2 separate regions of the Gossypium hirsutum genome follow, and region 2 is linked to region 1. Evidence: chromatin contacts called from public Hi-C data. All regions are on one chromosome and are shown on one strand. Each heading gives the region's core, a stretch centred on a gene start, on an enhancer-like site or on the middle of the called end of the contact. The rest is flanking DNA. Distances are from core to core; before and after follow the strand shown.

What was found. Hi-C and Micro-C count contacts between places; a contact is called where the count stands out from the background.
Region 2: a Hi-C map of leaf shows a contact between it and region 1, with 2.4 times the contacts expected there. The contact joins the promoter of LOC107950630 here to the promoter of LOC107949501 in region 1. A contact is called at or near these places in 13 of 34 Hi-C or Micro-C datasets (anther, callus, hypocotyl and 2 more).

The regions. Positions count from the first base shown.
Region 1 is chrD03:31,767,307-31,770,006 of Gossypium_hirsutum_v2.1, reverse strand. It overlaps LOC107949501, which reads left to right and starts at 1,423. Exons shown (of 9, transcript XM_016884162.2): 1 at 1,423-1,826; 2 at 2,064-2,700. The coding sequence starts at 1,671. It overlaps LOC107949500 (serine/threonine-protein phosphatase PP1), which reads left to right. Exons shown (of 4, transcript XM_016884161.2): 3 at 1-166; 4 at 611-983. The coding sequence ends at 625.
Region 2 is chrD03:32,312,507-32,315,263 of Gossypium_hirsutum_v2.1, reverse strand. It overlaps LOC107950630, which reads left to right and starts at 1,476. Exons shown (of 16, transcript XM_016885512.2): 1 at 1,476-1,903; 2 at 2,034-2,155; 3 at 2,277-2,365; 4 at 2,453-2,485; 5 at 2,584-2,674. The coding sequence starts at 1,689.

The DNA.
Region 1 (2,700 bases), core at 174-2,673:
CATATTCTCTGCTCCAAACTACTGCGGGGAATTCGATAATGCAGGTGCCATGATGAGTGTGGATGATAGTTTAACATGTTCGTTTCAGATTCTTAAATCTTTAGAGAAGAAAGGAAAGGGTGGATTTGGCAACAACACATTCAGACCAGGAACCCCACCTCACAAGGTAGGAAACTATTAGTCATCATGAATTGATAAATTGAATCACCAAGGAATATATGTATAAAGGTAAGCAATTCCGTCCTATAATATTTATCGATAATCAGGTATAAAGCTTGAGTCACCAGATATATGTATAACTGCGTCCTACTGTTTCTGGTCAATGGATCAGTTATTACCAAATGGACATAGGACCCATGTAGAAATATGCCACAGAGAGAGAGAGAGGTTCAACCGTTTACTATCAAAATTTCCTTTGACATTGATTGCTGCTTTGTCAACGACTCAGCGCCTTTCTGAACAGCCCCTTCCCTGGTTTCACTTCTTTTTTACTTAGTGATGGGAGTGCAGCTTTAGTTAGATTGTCCATTTTCAGCTGTTTTTATCAGATTGTTTCGTTTTATTTTTCTGGCACTAAACCAATTTGTGCCCTTTTTTTATCTTCTTTCAGGGTGGGAAGCGCTGAGTAAGACCGTAAAGTTCAATGTTGGATGACCAATAGACCAATAGGGTCGTTCTTGTCTCTACTTAATGATGGTGTTTTGTTGAATGAAACTGTGATGGCTGGCTGGACTATTGTTGGATGCAAAAGGAAATTGGAAGGTAAAGTTGCTGGAATGACATAGGAGAAGAGCTATGGAGCTCGGTTACCAGCCGGAGCTTGGTTTTTCTTATCATATGTAAAACCGGATTCTAATTCCAGTATGTTGATTTTTAATTCTTGTAGGTAACGAAATATCATTTCGTATCGTAACTGTTTTCAGCTTCTGTTGTGGTTGGGGTAGTACCCTTCCAAGTCAAATGGAAAGAAAAAAAATTATGAACTTGGTGGCTATGGCTCTCGGCCGTTTTATGCTTTAACATTGAGATTTTGGTAACCTATGAACAAAAGCCTGAAGTAGTTTCAGGCACTTCAGCGGCTTTAAAATCAGAACCATCCATGATACAATGCGATGCGCTTTCACAAAGGCAAAATTTATGAGAGTTTGATAACATCGTAAATCTTAAATACTAATAGCTTGGATAAAATAGGGAACCAAGATTTACAATTGGCTCTTACTTTCGATGTTATGTGGGTTGTATTTGGAACTTTGTTTAAATAAATTATTAAAAATTACATAAAATAAAAATAATTAAAAAGGTCCTATTCAATTGTTGGTTTATATCGGTTTATTGGTTCAACTTTAATTGGACCGGTCCTGTCCTGGTAAAACTTAAAAAAGAAATCCTGAAAAATATATAATTAGATCAACCTTTTTCTGTTCATTTTGCTAATTAACTAAGTAGAAGATTCTCAAAACTCTGGCAAAATTATGAAGTGCTGATGAATAGAGAGAGAGTGGTAGTGGTACCAGTAAAAAGTTCATTCGAAAAGATTCATGCCCAGAACAAAGAAATAAGCAAAAATGTATATAGTGGTATCTGGGTCCAAAATATAGACACTTGCGCATCGAATTTGTAATAAAAACGCAGCCTTCAACACATTTGAAGGCAGAGCTACTACATAGGCCATGAAGTGCCGATCCATGGCGTGTATATGGTCAGGCACGCCTCCGGTCCATCGTGTCACAGCCACAGCCGCTCTCAACCACCCTCCGACTCTCTACACTGGCGGATCCGATGGCTCCATCCTCTGGTGGAACCTCTCCAATTCAGATTCCCACTCGGTAACCAACTAACTTTACTCGATTCAATTTAGGAAAACAATATAACTAAAAGATTCGGGTTCTCTTCTTCTTATTAAGAATAATTAGCTTATTATATTTGTGTTATGCAATTGAATGACCAGAGAGCTTCAATTTGATATTATATATGCATTTGCTCGGTAGTAAATCTGGGTTTTGCTAGGGTATAGTTTAGATTGTTGAATTTAGACTGATGGTCGAAATTTGTATCATATTCAGGAAATTCGACCAATTGCTATGTTGTGCGGTCATGCTGCACCAATAGCTGATCTCGCCATTTGCTGTCCCATTGTAGTATCTGGAGAACAAAGCATGGACTATTCAAGTAATGTTGCTTTCAACTCTAGCTTTGATAATGGGGGTGCCTTACTAAGTGCTTGTACTGACAGTATGTTGTGCGTCTGGAGCAGAAGTAGTGGCCACTGCAGGCGTAGAAGAAAACTGCCACCTTGGGTGGGCAGCCCATCGATTATTCGTACATTGCCTTGGAATCCAAGATATGCTTGTGTAGGCTGTTGCTTTATTGATGCTGCACATTTAACTGACCACCAGTTGATGGAATCTGCCGAAGGGGGTGAGATTTCAATGGATAAAGAATCTCAGAACAGGAAGCCTCCTAAGTGTACTGTTGTTATTGTTGATACGTATACTCTTACTATTGTACAAACCGTTTTTCATGGGAATTTGTCCATTGGGCCTTTGAAGTTTATGGATGTTGTTTCTTCAGTTGATGATGGAGAAATACATTGTTCACTCTTGGCTGACTCCTTTGGTAAGCTACAATTGTTTCCTTTGACAAAGGACTTTCATCAAGGTAGTGAGGGTGAGACTAGGTTGCAGAAATCTTCTAAGCAAG
Region 2 (2,757 bases), core at 227-2,726, 550 kb before region 1:
GGTTTAAAGGAGAAAAGGGTGGTGGTGAAGTAAAAGCGGGCGGCAATAGATCAGATCCTATGGATTTGGAGGTCCAGGTTTCATGGTTAAGAAAAGACGTCAGAACACTGAACCAAGCTGCAACTTGCAATCACACATATGTACACGGCAGATATAAAATTATGTTGATGAACCTCGTCAGTCGTCAGACACATTGTGATTGGTACAAATGGTGGTGCTCTTGTCTACTTCTCACGTGCCTTTCACAGCTGTTTGATTGTAATGTAGTTAAAGCAGCTGCTTTGAAGTTCGAAGCACCAAATTCAGCACATCCTTTTTAGGTTGCCCAGTATGGTTGTTACAGATACAATGCCCCCATTTGATTCTGTCCCCCTTCGCCCATACCTCCATCACATCGCTGCCCTCATTTAATATTTTTTAAGGAAAATTTCATATATATATATGCTATTAATATTTAATTCTGGATTTCAACCCATGATATATACCATATTTAAAGAGTCGATGATCGGGATGAATAGTTATTGAATTTTTGTTCCTTTTTATAAAATAAGTGATATATTTTTATAAGGTTTTAATTTATGTTTAATATAAAAAAAATCGCACCTGTTGTAATTTGTACTTAATTTTCATCTAATTTACTTTAACATTCCATATTTATTAGATTATTGATTTTTTTAACCTTAAAAGTAGACTTACTGTAATATAAAAAATTAATTAAAAATTAATTAAAAAACTAATAGAAATAATTTATTATAAATCCTATACAATTGGATAAAATACCTAGTAAATGGTATGAAAAATTATCTGTCGTTATCTTGAAATTTGATAATCTGCTGACAGCAATATGGTACCACCCAATATCTTGATCCGGAAGGCGGAACTTGCTTTTAAATGGGTACTGACAGAACCGGACGCGTGTAGGAACCGGACAGGATCCAAAGCTGACCACACTTGGGCGACCGTTTCATTTCATGCACAACTCCCTTCGCAGTTTTGCGCCAAGTATTCCCACAAATTATAAACAAACTGTCCAACCGATTCATAAACCGTCAAATTACTGCCACCTATGCTAACCTCTTACTATTCCTCACTACCTAGCCGCTTTCATATTTTTAGATTTTAATCCTTTACTACTCTATCTAATAATCCATGCTAATGGTATCACCCACCACCCACTAATTTAATAATGAATTTGTTAAAATATATTCTTATATATAAAATATGTTCAATTTATTTATAAAATTACTAAAATTTAATAGATTATTTTTATACGATTATTCAATAAAAATTTATTAAATTTTAAATTAGAATGATGTACATTTAAATTTAATGAAAGTTTATTGTGAGAGGTATCTGATTTGAATTATAAATAGAGGGATAATATTTTAAAATTCTTAAGATTACAAGGACTGGGGCATAAATTAAATCTATTCATCTCTCCCCGTTGATTTCCTCTTTAAAAACTTCAAAAAACGAACGAACTGATAGAGACTCCATAAATAGCGGGAACCGACTCTACTGCTCTTCATCCGCCGCCATCCGCTGCTCTTTCCCCTTACCGGCGACGCCTCGCTGTCAAAGCATCCGCTTCTTTCGTTTCGTTGTTGAATCAGCCACGAAAACAGTTGCAGATCAAAACAATTTTCATTTTAATTATAAAAAATTAAAAAAAATTGTAGGCAAAGCAAATGGAACAAAAAGGCTTACTGTTATCGGCGTTGGGTGTGGGTGTTGGGGTAGGGGTAGGGCTAGGTTTGGCTTCGGGTCAGAACAAATGGACCAGAAGCGGTTCCAATTCATCAACCGGCATCACTTTGGAGAGGATAGAGAAAGAATTACTTCGCCAAATCGTTGATGGCAGAGAAAGCCAAGTCACCTTCGATGAGTTCCCTTACTACCTCAGGTAAATTCCCAATTTTTTGAGCTCTATTGGCTGGAAAACAAGAGATTTTTGAATCACCTATATGAATATTTTTAACTTGCTTATACAATTTTTTTTAATTGTTGGAATGATGTTTAATTTTATGTGGCAGTGAACAAACTCAAGCATTGCTAACCAGTGCTGCCTATGTCCATTTGAAACATGCTGATGTTTCCAAGTACACAAGGAACCTTTCTCCTGCTAGTCAAGCTATATTACTATCGGGACCTGCAGGTTGATTGCCCGAAATCACAGGCGGCTATACTTGACATGTTTTTTTGGTGTTCATGGGGCTGTCTCTATAAGGCTGCTACTGACTGTGTCTGTGTTATTTCTTCTTTTTTTTCCTTGGTAGAACTTTACCAACAAATGCTTGCCAAAGCTTTAGCCCATTTCTTTGAATCCAAGTTGCTGCTCTTGGATGTAACTGATTTTTCCTTAAAAGTGAGTATGTTACTCATTTTCTTCTTCCTTCACCATTAAGCTTCAAGTTTTAACATCTGACATTTAAGTGATTTACTTTTGTTACAGATTCAAAGTAAATATGGAAGTGGCCAAGAATCTGTAAGATTCTCTCTTTTTTTTGTTTAGGATGACACATCGAAATAGTTCAGTTCAACCCTGCTTTAGAGCTTTCCCTAACCGTTGATTCTCTCATGCAGTCTTTCAAAAGATCCACTTCGGAGTCGACACTCGAGCGATTGTCAGGCTTATTTGGTTCATTTTCACTCCTTTCTCAGGAAGAGCCCAAAGGTATGGCAGGAAATGTTCTGGTTTCCATGGTATTGTGTACAGTGTTTGTGTGTATATCTCTGTGACCATGAACCATAAGTTAT